2 separate regions of the Zea mays genome follow, and region 1 is linked to region 2. A link is a contact called in public Hi-C data. All regions are on one chromosome and are shown on one strand. Each heading gives the region's core, a stretch centred on a gene start, on an enhancer-like site or on the middle of the called end of the contact. The rest is flanking DNA. Distances are from core to core; before and after follow the strand shown.

Region 1 (7,499 bases), core at 3,244-5,743, 140 kb before region 2:
AATTAGTATGCAAAAAACAACGTCTGCCAGGAATTTTGTCCTATCGTGTTGGATTGAACCACATGTTGCATACAGAATAAACTTTTTTTTACCTACCGGTGATAATTCTATGTCTACTTGGTAGCATGATGATTCCACGTGTTTTAAGACATTTTTATCTTACTCGTTTATTGTTAATTGGCTGATATTTAGACCGAGGCGCTTTTAACTAATTTCATCTAATATTCAGCCATTTTAAGCCAATTTATATTATTTAAGTCATTCGATGTTATTTATGCCATTTGATATCGTATTATTTAATTCATTAATTTGATTTTCAGCCATTTTATTATATTCAATCCTTTAATTAGATTTCCAACTGATTTTAAGATGGTTTTAGATTATTTGAATCATTTCTTATGTTTTTAGTTATTTACCTTATTCAGTCTTTTTTCTAAGTTATTTTTTATCAATTGGTAATTTGATAGTTGCATCTAAGTCACTCCTTTTAACTCATAGTATTTAAGACATTTTATTTGCATATAAAGTGGTGTTTAGGTAGAGGGGGCTAAATTTTAGCTCCGTCACATCCGATGTTTGAATACTAGTTAGAGGTATTAAATATAGTCTAATTACAAAAATAAATACACAGATAAGATTTTAATGTTTTAATGGTAAGACGAGTCTATTAAGTCTAACTAGTCCATGATTCGATCATGAGATGCTGGATTTTCTAATCATGGATTAATTATGCTTAATAAATTTATCTCGTTGTTTAGTCTTTACTTATATAATTGGTTTTATAATTAGACCATATTTATTACTCGTAATTGGCAGACTCGTACCTATGTTTTTTTGGCCCTGGAGCGAAATAGACTGAGGCCCCTTTTTTGCACTTTTCATAACAAGAATAATATTTTCTAACTTTTGAAAATATGCGGAACAAGCATGACCAAAATAACTAATTAAACTAGTACATACATAGTAAAATGGATATATTATTTAATTAATAAGGTTTAATTTATTGTAATCGCTAATGACGACAGTAAAAAATAATAGTGGTTTGATTGGCTACTATATACCTGATGCTGGTGGAATCAACTGATGATCAAGTCACCGCCTCCGCATGTAAGTAGGGATGGCAACAGGAATTTCTCGTCGGGTTTTAGCTCCCCATCCTCATTCCTGTACCCAAAAAATTTTCCCGCGGTGATCCCCACGAATGCTTGCAGGGACATTTCTTCCCCATGGTCGTTCCTGCGGGATAAATCCCCGTCAGGGATCCCCGTCCCCGCTTGTAGTAGAGATTAGAACACACTTCCTTTATTATTAATGCAAAATGTTGTCACTTATATACATTATCATATGTAAAAATCATTATATATACATCAAAATAAACACATTTTGTACAATGAGTGATCTCTTGATAAAGTAATTATTTATTTTTATCATTAACTATTACATGAAAGCATCATCCCATTTAAGTTTAATGGGTCTCCGCGGAGAATGTGGATGCCCAGTCCCATCACCGTTTACCCGTCGGGGTAGAATTTTTCATCGTTTACATCCCCGTGGGGGAAGAAACTTCTCCATCCCCATTCTCTAATGGAGGAATTCCCCATGGGGAATCGAGGAACGGGGCCCATTGCCATCTCTACATGTAAGGTCTAAATTCTTGAGTACAATCTTGTCATTTTGCTATTAGACGATGTTGCTGCTATGTGCTTGTCGGTACCCCAAATATGGGGTACCTACTCATGCTGGGTTAAGAGGGGACCCCAGTGGCTACCTATAGCCATGGGATGGTGAAAGTCGCCTAGAGGGGGGTGAATAGGGCGAAACTGAAATTTACAAAATTAATCACAACTACGAGTCGGGTTAGCGTTAGAAATAATAATGAGTCCGAGAGAGAGGGAGCAAAACAAATCGCAAGCAAATGAAGAGTGTGACACGCGAATTGTTTTACCGAGGTTCGGTTCTTGCAAACCTACTCCCCGTTGAGGAGGCCACAAAGGTCGGGTCTCTTTCAACCCTTACCCTCTCTCAAACGGTCCCTCGGACCGAGTGAGCTTCTCTTCTCAAATCAAATCGGGAACAAAGCTTCCCCGCAAGGACCACCACACAATTGGTGTCTCTTGCTTCGATTACAAGTGAGCTTTGATCACAAGAACAAGTGAGAAAGAAAGAAGCAATCCAAGCGCAAGAGCTCAAAAGAACACGACAAATCTCTCTCACTAATCACTAAAGCCTTGTGTGGAATTGGAGAGGATTTGATCACTTGAGTGTGTCTAGAATTGAATGCCTAGCTCTTGTAAGTGGTTGAGAAGTGGAAAACTTGGATGACTTGAATGTGGGGTGGTTGGGGGTATTTATAGCCCCAACCACCAAACTAGCCGTTTGGGTGGAGGCTGTCTGTCGTATGGTGCACCGGACAGTCCGGTGCACATCGGACATGTCCGGTGCGCCAGCCACGTCACCCGAACGTTAGGGTTCCGACCGTTGGAGCTCTGACGCTGGGCCCGCCTGGATGACCGGTGGCGCACCGGACATGAACTGTAGGGTGTCCGGTGCGTCAGCATGGGCGTGCCTGACCTCTGCGCGCGCTGGCGCGTATTTAATGTGCTGCAGGTAGCCGTTGGCGCCAGAAGTAGCTGTTGCTCCGCAGTTACACCGGACAGTCCGGTGTACACCGGACATGTCCGGTGAATTATAGCGGAGCAGCCGAAGCGAATTCCCGAGACTGGCGAGTTCAGAGCCGCGTCCTCTTGGAGCACCGGACACTGTCCGGTGTACATCGGACAGTCCGGTGAATTATAGCGCGCCGGCTCTGAGAATTCCCGAAGGTGAAGAGTTTGAAGTCGGTCTTCCCTGGTGCACCGGACACTGTCCGGTGGCACACCGGACAGTCCGGTGCGCCCGACCAGGGTGCCTTCGGTTGTCCCTTTGCTCCTTTGTTTGAACCCTTTTTCTTGGTCTTTTTATTGGCTTATGGTGAACCTTTGTACCTGTAGAACTTATAAACTTGGGCAAACTAGTTAGTCCAATTATTTGTGTTGGGCAATTCAACCACCAAAATTAGTATAGGAAATAGGTGTAAGCCTAATTTCCTTTCAGATGGCGAGCGGTCTACCACGACATAGAGTCTGGGACCATCCTGCATGCCCGATATTACCACTGGCCCCATTGGTGGGTCTGCACGGTAATTACAGCCTAGGACCAGGCCCCGTGGGACGGTCTTAGGCCCCCATGTGTGCCATTCGGGCCTCCGGCCAGGGGAGGTATGATGCCACATGTCCGGGCCATTATGGATGGGACCCGAACCTCCACAAGTACCTTCTAGACCCCAGCCAGGGGAGGTCTGGGGCTGCCATGTCCGCATGCGTCCCCAACGGTTAACCGCAAGTTCTCCGCCCAGGCAGAGGTGCGATGGTGGAAAAGTGATGCTCTAAACTCCAGGCCCAAAAAATAAACTAGAACTGCACCAAGTCTATGGAGTTGGGCTGCTGCAAAAAGAGGTGGGGTTTTGGTGTTTAGCAGGCTCCATCACTCTGACTTGGAGTTTGGAGTTGGAGCCATGCCCAGCAGGCTCTAATACATTATATGTTGGATTTAAGTCGTTTTTGCTAATACAATGTTGAAAAAACGGACTAGGTATCATAGGAGTATATCGGACTTGTTTTGTCGATTTGGGACGTACGTGCTCAAGCGAAATTCGCATGTACACATGTGGTTGACTCGATCGTATCCGATCAATTGAGTCTAAAGGATAGACTATTGATTTACCACTTTAAATGACAAACAGCGTTGTCATAACCGAGCTAACGCGTTTCAATAAAACACGTGCCAAACACACAGGTGGAGAGGAGCGCTGTGAACAGAATATGACAGAGTATACATGGAGGTCCATTTTTTTAGGTTTAACTAGTCGTATACCCGTACGTTGCTATGGTTTTTATATATAACATAGGATAAATTTTGTTCTAATAAATCATAAAATATGTGTTTTCTATTGATTAGGTGGGTGTGAATGTGGAGCCAACAACTAAGGTTTAAATACTTACTTATACATAATTTTACCTTATTTTTTCGTGAGACAAGTGTTGAAACTGGTGGTTTAATATAGTAAGGATAAAGATTATTGAAAGGGGTTGTTTTTTCTAAAAAATATACACAAGGTATCTGTTTAAAGCGTACGTGTCGGCGGGGGCGGCAGCGACACACACCCGCTGTCTTCTTGTGCTACTCACTCACTCAAGCATGGTCGGAGGCGGCAGCAACACCGTACGGTACGTAGTAGCGATCACACCTGGCGCCGCCATGCAGTGCATGGAATGACAAGAAGAAGGTGTGAAGAAGATCTGCATACGCGGCGCCGTGATTGTTTTCTCTATTGGGCTGGCACTGGTCGTCTCCGGAGTGGAGACAAAAACAAAAACATGCACAGCACACACATGGATCATGCAGAAGAGCGGTTGCATAGTACAGTACGGTCGGTCGTTGCTGGATCTCGACGGCCACTCATGAGTCATGTCATGATCGTGTGTGTGATCCCATCCGTGTCGGCCTACCGTCCTGAGCTGACCACAGCTAGCTAGCTAGCTAGTCATTGCAAAAAGTTTGCAACACGTACGTCTCTCACAACGAGAGGGGTTCTGCATGTGCGTCCTTTCACCGTCTCCTCGTGCTGCCATGTGTGTAGGCGCTGTAGCCAAAATAAATACTCTATTGCATTGCTCGCAGCTCGCTACATAGCAACTTAAGTTAAAAAGGCTCTAGAGTTTGGGTGAAACCAGCAAATTTGTGTTCTTGTTACCCTTTTGGTTGTGTCCAACATGTTGTGTCTTCTGTAAGTGTATATGTTTGTGTAATAAAATATTATTTTGTAGTATAGTAGATAGTACTGTTTTGCAGAGACATGTTTGAAATAGAAGGTGATATAGGAGAGTTACTGGTTGCTGAAGACGATAGCCTTATACATTATCCCTCACAAAAAAAGTTATACTATAAATTTTCCACTACCATTTTCCGAATTTGGGGCCCACATACGCTAGTTAATTAGAAATATGCCTATCTAATATTAAAAAAGTTAGAAACTAGTTTATTTTCATACCACTCTATGACATGTATGTATAACTAATCCTAATTTATGTATTCGTCATATATAGTGGTACAGTTTTATTCCATGGATGACATGTCACTTGTCAGCACCTAAGAGCATGTACAACCCACGTAAATACCTCGTGCCTTAAGGAGTATCAAGAAGGTTAGTGCAAAAGAAACACAACGGACTTATCTTAGTGGAGGAACGTATCTCACATAATTCTCTAAGTCTAGTTTCGATTTCCATCCATACAACCCACATAAATAAACCGTCTAATTGCTCGTGTTTTGCTACGGTTGTTATATATCATATAAATAGGTATTGAGATATTTATTTAATTATAATTATTTTTTATTTCTAAACACTAAGGTATGTGTGGTCTAGCGTTTTGCAATTTTTTTTTCAACGGTGTGGTATCTGTGCAGGCCGGGTCGGGTGCTAGGTAGGCGAACCAGTCGGAACACGTGGGATGGGTCTAGAGTATCAGATGCTCAGATTAAGTTTTTAATAGAATAGAACATAGTATAGATATCTATATATGTACGCACGAGCTAGTTTGACGCTAGCTTGGATTTGTGCAGGAATTTAATAAACGGACGGCCGCCGGCCGGTTTGCTAGCTTTTTCCAGCTATAAAACGATGATATCCGTGGGACAAAAATCAAAAAGCGAGCAAATTAAATAAATGAAAAAGTAATTCCTCTCGTGCTGAATTTTCGTTGCCGCGCGGTGCACAAAGTTACAGACGAAAAGGTGACAGAGATTTGCTCGTGCGGCAGATCGCGACCGACCTGGTCTGTTTGACAAATACAATTATTTGCTGATTATTGTGTTTATCTAATTTTATACTAATTAACCTTCGGTCGTCGAATTTGGTAGGTGCCGATCACGTAGCAGAACTATGAATTATAAAAGCAAGTATAATAGCTGACAGTAAATCGGCTAATTGGTGACATGGAAGAGAAATGAGGAGAGAGAGTAGAATCATACTACAAACTAACATCCAGCTTATACATATGAAACCAAAACTTTTTATGATAAAGACAAGTGAACTATATATTAATTATAAAGAGCTAACCATTACACATATTAGCAATAAAATAAGCTGCAAAGATTTTTATAGCCAGCGATTAACTATATTATTAAACTTACTCTAATAGCATAGAGTGTCTAGAATACCAACGAAGTTGGTGTAGAGCGCTACACCAGTAACAAGTTGACGCATCCAGAAATACATTTTAAATTTTATAGATCTAAAGCTAATTTTAGGTCATCTCCAACCATTCCCCCTTATTTATACTTTCTATTGTATTTTATTACATCAACCTAAAAGATATTCTTCCACATACATGACATCTCTAACCATTCACCATATCCAGCTCTCCCTATATATTATAATTTAGTTATTTAACATTTTTTCATCAGTTTTTCAAGTTTTAAAAAATTATAGACTATTTGTACTACCATAATACACATTGTTATCAGGTTATGGTACTTAAAAAGAGTTAATATTACAATAAAATAAAGTAATTAAAGAATGATGAAAGATTAGAACTCACTCCATATATATGGGGGACTTTTTCTCTCCCTCCAGATAGGGGGAGCTTTGAGAGAGTTGTTGGACGACTATTTCACCTCAAAGCCCCCCTACGTGGGATGGGGTGGTGTGGCCGTGTGGGGCATCCTTGGAGGTGGCCTTAGGCAAGCTCCAATGGAGCACCCTTGTCGGCTCCCCTGACGGTATTCGTGGTGGCGTGGCGGCACCCTTAGAGGTGGCCTTTGGCGAGCTCCAATGGAGCACCCTTGCCTGCTCCCCTGATGGTATCTGGGGTGGCGTGCTCCCTGAAACCATCCAACGACACCCGTTCGGTGCCACCTAGTGTGGGGTGAGAGAAGAAGAGCACCCTGAGTAAGGGGGAGGAGGGAGTAGTTGTAATCACCTCCATTTCGTTAATCAGTGTTTTAACTATGAAATTAATTCCTTTTTAGTATAATTACCTCATAACAATGTGTATTATGGCACTCCAAATATGTTAGTATTTTTAAAAACTCCAAAAACTAATGCATAAAAGTCAAATACCTCAGTTAACTGTATAGGCGGGTTGAATAGGAAAATGGTTGGAGAGGAGGAGAAATAAGGGAAAAATAGTTAAGGAGGATATATTTAAATATGAATAGAAAGTATGAACAGGAGAATTTAGGAGGGAGAATGGTTGGAGCCAGCCTTAGCGGAATGTTATCTACATTTAATCAATAAGCTGTCATCGTAAGCATTAATTATTTTATGATGCTACAACATTTTTTTAAGAAGACAGAAAAATAATTTTTATTGGATGAAACTGTCTTGACACGGTTACCAACTCTCTATGAGCTATAGAATTAAATTATGAGTTTGAGTGTAAGTGTGCATTTAACTCTTA
Region 2 (7,569 bases), core at 520-3,019:
GCGTCCCGTGCCTATAAATAGATGAACAGTACTCCCGTACTGTTCACGCTGACCTGGCATACGCTTTTTCGCATCACGACTGTACCCTTACTTTTCGTTAATCTGAAGGTACATTTGTAATTTGTTTTTATGAATTTAGTAATGAAAATAAGTTAATGATAATACTGGTATCATTACTCGTGTTTTATATATGTGTGCTCTTTTTTACCATCTATCAACCTTGCGAAGGTCTTTTCCTTTGTAACCTTCGTCCAAGATTCATTATATCCGAAGGGATATAATGTTTTTAAGGACGAAGTAGTTTAACATTTAACACTTTCTATGTTGTCTTGTTCTTAATTCTTAGCATTTGAGAACAAGTCCCCAACATTCGGTGCACCCGAAAACGAAAACAATGCAATTTTGGGAGTTGCATTCCGACTGCTATGTGAGGGCTTGGGGCCTATGTATATGACCCAAGCCAGTGTGTTACTGATCCAAGAGTTAAGCAAACAAGTCATATGCATAGAGCAACACATCTAAGTCGATCCAAGTGATTCAAGTGCCATAATTGAGTAGAGAAGCTAGTGATAGTCTTGTCTTGTGAGAGGAAGAGTTAGTGCACTTGAGAGAGCTAAATTGTGAAGTGTGTTGTGATCGTTAAGCTTTGGAGTTGAGACTCCCACAGATTTGTAAAGTGATCAAGAGGCTCCAAGTTGTGGAGTGACTTGCAAAACCCGATCTCACTTGAGAAAAGAAAAGAGGAAATCAAGTTTGATCTTTTTGATCACTTGAGGGAGGAAAGGGTTGAGAGAAATCTGTCTTTAGTGAACTCCGCAAAAGAGACATATGTTTCTTGGTGAAACTGAACTCCGGTAACAAATTGCCATGTATTCCTTTGCTTTTGCCTTGCATTTTATTCTTCGCCTTTCCTCTTTAGTCCTATACTTACTTTAAATTTCTATTCCATTATGTTGCTAACTTGAGTTCCTGATTTATATTCACTAGCAACCTTGAGCAAGTATTGTGCTTATACTAACCTGAACTAACACATCTTGTTCTAAGCACTTAATATCATTGGATCAAGTTTGGATTGTTTTGAGATTAGTTTCAGGTGTCGCCTATTCACCCCCTCTAGGCGACTATCAGGCGCCCTAAGGGCCCATGCAGCGAGTGGAGAATAAATATGACGTCGGGGGCGATTAATACCAAGCGCTTAAGCACTCGCACTCTCCATGCAACCGAGCCCTTTGCCTTCCAAAACTTTTCGTCTTCCTTCAAGCAAGCACCTCATCCCTTCCACGAAACACCTTCCTCGGCGAAAACAATGGTGCCATCAACGAAGAAGCTTACGATGCAGCGGTCGAGGGTCAAAAAGGAGACCACCTTGGGGTTGTATCGGACACTTCTCGAGTGGACAGGCCAGGATGAGCGTGGCAAGTTGTCTCTGACTGCTGCTTGGCTGGTGTGGATGATGATGAAACCAAGGAAGGGGGTGTTTGGTTTCTAGAGACTAATTTTTAGTCCCTCAATTTTATTTCATTTTAGTCCCTAAATTACTAAATATAGAAACTAAAACTCTATTTTAGTTTCCCTATTTAACAATTTATGAACTAAAATGGAATAAAGTGGAGGAACTAATGTTTAGTCCCTATAAACCAAACACCCCCGAAGTATGTTGTCTTTAGCGCGTACTTGATGGCGGGGCTGGGCTTCCTAGACTCGCCCTTCTTGGCGATGCTGCTAGAGTTCTATAACGTCAAGCTAACGCACCTCTCCCTCAACTCCTTGTAGCTCCTCACGACCTTCGTCCACCTCCGTGAGATATTTGTTGGGGTGCACATGAGTCTGGCACTGTGATGTCAGTTCTTCATCGTCCTCTAGTGAACCGGAGTAGGAGCCACCTACAGAGGTTGTTACTTCTAAGGGTGCACTAGCGGTTGTGTTAATCTTTATGTCTCTAAACAGGTTTATTAATTTTATAATACTCATCAGTTAATTATATAAATATATATTAAAATATATGTTTGATCAAATTTGAAATTAGTTGATTTCTAAAAGAATGAGAACCATATTTTTTTAGGACGGAGTGAGTGTAACTGTACTAGAGTGGACTAACCTTTAATTGGCATTATATTACAATGAAGAAAAGAGACTTGGTCGGATCCTGGCTGCTGCTGGGACAGTTACACGACGACCTCGCAGATTTGGTTGGAGGGAGGCCAGTGCTTGCTGATTACTTACTCTATTAATTACTCTGTGTCATATGTCATCTCTCCCTGTTTCTCCTCTCCTCTAGGATACTCCTGCTTGGTATCGGTATTGTTGGCACAGATGATGTGATGTGACCCCACACATAGGGGGAAACAGGGACTTGAAGAGAGTAGAAGAGAAGAGACTCGGTCTGTCGGTCAGATCTCGGATTGCTAGCTAGCTAGCAAGTTGGGAGTGGGACATGCGCGCAGCTATTGTATAGGTTCGTAACTAGGTTTAAAACTAGAGTTATTAGTGTAAAAACTAGATTTTAAGTTACCTAATTTATCGTCTTCTTAGACGTCATGGTTCCTTCAGCATGGAATCAGATCACAGTAGCACCATTTTTACATTTTAATTAAAATACGAATACAGATACAATTACAAATGTTTTTCAAATACGACTACAATAAAATGGATGTCTCGGACTCGGATTTCTATTCCGATAGTTTGCTCTCGATTCAATTGAAAGCTAGCGTGTACTCTTAAATTCAACATACATTGATATACACTTTTTTAGCACTGAGTTCATCATCAACCGAATTGAAGCGGACTAATTAAATGAAAAGTACAATTTTGATATAAAATCGTATTTTAATGGTCCTTATATCATGTAAGTGTTTTTGGTGATGATGATCTAAACTTCGATAATGATAATTGTGCATGGTAACTTTGATTAATCTATTGTTGGCGGCCATGATCTGCCGAAGATTGGCCTAAAGCTGCCAAAATAAATAACTTTTATGGCATAGGCCTTACTTATTTCGATCCGATGATAATCGGCCGGCCACCGAAAACACTAAAAAGGTGATCGAGTTCAGATATATCTATTTAGCATCTATATTACAAATACTGATACCTATTTTATTTTCATTCGTCGCTGGGTTGCCTTAAACGAGGGAGAGATAGATAGGTACCAATGTCTATAGGGGGAATGACGATTCTTCTTCCAATTACTAAGTGACATGATCCCTCTACCCGCGTGCAGTGCAACACCACAGAAATTAAAGGGAGGAACTGAGGCCACGAGAATCGGAGTCGGAAGTCCAGTCCAGTCCAGTCCGTAGCGTATGGCATCGATCAGATGGAATCTCTCAAGAACCAGCAGCTAGCGTCCCTGTCTGAGTATCAATCAGCCTGCTGCAGGGCAGTGGGGTTCTTGTCTCTCGCATCTCGCTGTCTCCATCGCTCAGCTCGCCCCCCACCAATGGAAAGACCGGCAGATTTTATCAGCTGCCTGGCACTGTCGCTGCTTAGAGCCAGTTCAACTCTAGCTAGTTATAGCTCGTATTACCCCTCCGTTGCCACTTGCCAGGCGTCAAGGTAGTTAAGGGGCGTGCTTGAATGCAATGGAACTAATAGTTAGTTGGCTAAAAATTATTAGTATAATTAACTAGCTAATAAATAACTACTTAACTATTAACTAATTTATTAAAAATAGCTAATAGTTGAACTATTAACTAGGGTGTTTAGATGTTTGAATTAATTTTAGCCACTAACTATTTGCTCTAGTGTATTTAAATTCTCTCTAAATGGCATTGCATGCATGATGCATCTGTGATTGTGCTGATGAGAGAGTACGTGATGACACGTACGCGTTAGTAGTGGACGATTATCGGTAAGAAGTCCACTGTCAAATAATATTTACTGTTATGTTCTCATCTATCTATGCATGTACAGTTAGCTAGGTTAAATTTATGAGAACCTAATATATACGTTAACTAGATTTATTTTCCCTATGCTTTGTTTATACCTGGAATTATTTATCATTGGATAGGTTTGCTATTGCTTCACTTGGTTATGGGATAATGGTACAAGTGCAACATTGATCATGATTATTATTATTGATGGTTTACTTGTTATGCATGATAAGATTATTTTTATTTAATTGAAACATGGAGCACCAACCCGAGAAAACAGTATAAGCACAAGGATTATTATGGCTTTGATCTTAACTAATTAACTAGGTATGTGCCCATGCGTTGCCACGAGACGGAGGGCATGGAGAGGGGCGCCTAGACTACAAATATAATTATTGTTTACTTCTAAACACTTAAGTACATGTGGTCTGTTGGTTAGCCCCAAATTTTTGAAGTAGAGGGGTATGGGTTCGAGTTCTCACTTTGCATTATTTTTTGCGGGTGCTTGGCGTGGAGAGGTGGAGCCGTGGTAGCACAGTGCTTGTCTGTCCCTCGTCGTGGGGGCAGCCGCTGCAGCCTGCGACTGCAAAGCCGTGAACTGGCTCAAGCAGTCAGGCACCCAGCCTCGCTCGTGCGTGCATGCGAGCGTACGACGAAAAGGCGCCCATCATGTCAGTGAGAGATGGGCGGGGGCATGGCCGTGCCAAGGCGCCCACGGTCCACTCTTAATTAGTAGTAGGATTAAGAAAGCTAGTGTGTGATGAGGACCTTACCTAGTTAGGGGAAAGCAGGGAGGAGTTGCTCAAGTATATATGGCGATATAGCTGATCATGTTGCATGACTTTTTAGATTGTCAGGTGATCTTGAAAGTCGCCTAGAGGGGAGATGAATAGGTGAAACCTGAAATTTATAAACTTAAACACACACTAGGGTCGAGGTTAGCGTTAGAATTAAATTCAAGTCCGAAAGATTGTTTCTCTTCATAGGAGTTGCTCAAGGATGCGGATGATGTATGGGAGCAAACTCAAATCAATACTAGCAAGGAAACGTTAGAGAGAGGAAAAATGTCAAACAAATCAAGCGAGAATCAAAGCGAGTAGACACGGTGATTTGTTTTACCGAGGTTCGGTTCCAAAGAACCTAGTCCCCGTTGAGGAGGCCACATAGGTCGGGTCTATTTCAACCCTTTCCCTCTCTCTCAAACGGTCACTTAGACCGAGTGAGCCTTCCCTTAATCACACGGGTCACTTGGACCCCGCAAGGACCACCACACACTTGGTGTCTCTTGCTTTGCTTACAAAGCACTTGAGAATAAGGACGGGAAAATAGAAAGGCCAATCCAAGCAACAAAAGAGCACAAAACACCCTCTCTCAAGTTCCTAATGGAATTGAGTTGATTTGGAGGCTTATAGAGGATTTGATCTATTGAATGTGTCTTGAAGTGAAGTCTTTTGCTCTTGGAATGAATGGGATGTTCAGAAAACTTGGATACCAATGAATGTGGTGGTTGGGGGTATTTATAGCCCCCAACCACTTCCTAGCCGTTGGTAAAGGCTGCTGGCGATGGGCGCACCGAACAGTCCGGTGCACCACCGGACAGTCATTGTGCACTGTCCAGTGCGCGCCACATCAGCGCAACCGTTAGGGTTCAGAGCAGTTGACCGTTGGAGGCACTTGTCGTCTTGCTGCACCGGACAGTCGGGTGACCTCTGACTTCTGTCGCGACACTGTTCACCACTGTAGCTCTGCAGAGCCGACCATTGGCGCGCAGGGAGCAGTTGCTCAGCTGGATCACCAGACAGTCCGGTGAATTATAGTGGAGCACACATGCAGAATTCCCGAGAGTGGCTTGTTCATCTGCTGGCTAGCTTGGTGCACCGGACAGTGTCCGGTGCGCCAAAAATCAGCACACTCTATGTCTTGCTCCAATTCTTGATTGAGTCCCTAACTGAATTTATTTCTTGGTTTGTGTTGAACCTTATACACCTGAGATGAATGATATCTAGACAAACTAGTTAGTCCACGTGGTTTCTGTTGTGCGTCAACCACCAAAATCGATTATAGGAAATGGTTAACCAATTTCCCTTTCAATCTCCCCCTTTTTGGTGATTGATGCCAACACAAACCAAAGCAAATAAGAAATATAGAAATGTAACTAGTTTGCAATTGAGATAGATGTGCATATGTTGCTTGGAATTAAACCAATTGAAAGACTTTAAACATATGACCTAGAATGAATGGATTGCTTTTCCTTATTTAACATTTTGGACCACATTTGCACCACTTGTTTATTTTTGCAAATATTTTGTAAAAATCTTTTGCAAATAGTCAAAGGTATAGGAATAAGATTGCACGAAGCATTTTTAAGATTTGAAATCCCTCCCCTATTTCAAATGTTTTTCCTTTGACTAAACAAAAGCTCCCCTTGAATGAATTCTCCCCTTAGCTTTCAAGAGGGTTTTGAAATAGGTACTAAGTGAAATTGTACCAATTGAAATTTTTCATATTAATATGAAGTTTTTGAAGATACCAATTGGAAAAATAATTTTGAAATACAAAATGGGATACCAATTGAAATTTCACTTTTACATACCAATTTAAAATTAGATACCATTTGAAAATTCATTTTGAGGCTAACTCAAATATCAATTGAAATGAACTCAAATACTAGTTGAAATAAGCTTTTGTGAAAATTTTGAAATGGTGGTGCGGTCCTTTTGCTTTGGGCTTAATTCTTTCTCCCCTTTGGCATTAAGCGCCAAAAACGGAGAACTTGAAAGCCCTCTTTCATTTTTCTCCCCCTTTGGGGCATAATACCTTTTCCCAAATGGTAATATAAATACGAGTGAAGGGTCATACCATTGAGAGTGACATGAGTAACGGCAAAGGGTAAGTGATACCGTAAGAGTTGGAGTGGAAGCCTTGTCTTTGCCGAATAGTCCATTTCCCTTTCAATCTAAGACTAATCATAGAGATATACTTGAAAGCACATTAGTCTTAGCCTTGGCACAAGAAGAATAAGAAATATGCATTTGCACCAAATGACAGAGATATGATCAAAGGTATATACTTGAGCTATGTGTGCAATGTTTCAATCAAAATTCCGAGAATCAAGTATGTTTAGCTCATTCCTAAGTTTGCTAAAAGTCTTTTAATCTAGTGGCTTGGTAAAGATATCGACTAATTGGTTGTGGGTGCTCACATAAGCAATTTCGATATCCCCCTTTTGTTGGTGATCTCTCAGAAAGTGATACCGGATGTCTATGTGCTTAGTGCGGCTGTGTTCAACGGGATTATCCGCCATGCGGATTGCACTCTCATTATCACATAGGAGAGGGACCTTGCTCAATTTGTAGCCATAGTCCCTAAGGGTTTGCCTCATCCAATGTAATTGTGCACAACAATGTCCTGCAACAATATACTCGGCTTCGACGGTGGAAAGAGCTACGGAGTTTTGTTTCTTTGAAGCCCATGACACCAGGGATCTTTACAGAAACTGACAAGTCTCTGATGTGCTCTTTCTATCTATTTTATATCCGACATAATCGGCATTGGAATACCCAATTAAATCAAAGGTAGATCCCTTGGGGTACCAAAGCCCAAACTTAGGAGTGTAAACTAAATACCTCATGATTCTTTTCACGGCCCTAAGGTGAACTTTCTTAGGATTTGCCTAGAACCTTGCACACATGCATAC

What was found. A called contact is a pair of places that touch in the nucleus more often than the background predicts.
Region 1: a Hi-C map of ear shows a contact between it and region 2, with 2.5 times the contacts expected there. The contact joins two enhancer-like sites. A contact is called at or near these places in 2 of 25 Hi-C or Micro-C datasets (ear and tassel).

The regions. Positions count from the first base shown.
Region 1 is chr4:37,082,730-37,090,228 of Zm-B73-REFERENCE-NAM-5.0, reverse strand. No RefSeq gene overlaps it. Among protein-coding and RNA genes, the nearest start is that of LOC103653100, 36 kb to the left of the region's middle. Within about 2 kb of position 4,493, at least 14 of the 20 cell types and tissues checked have an H3K27ac peak or open chromatin away from gene starts, as enhancers often do. A contact at or near this core is called in ear and tassel, where this site is marked.
Region 2 is chr4:36,942,496-36,950,064 of Zm-B73-REFERENCE-NAM-5.0, reverse strand. No RefSeq gene overlaps it. Among protein-coding and RNA genes, the nearest start is that of LOC100279062, 35 kb to the right of the region's middle. Within about 2 kb of position 1,769, at least 6 of the 20 cell types and tissues checked have an H3K27ac peak or open chromatin away from gene starts, as enhancers often do. A contact at or near this core is called in ear and tassel, where this site is marked.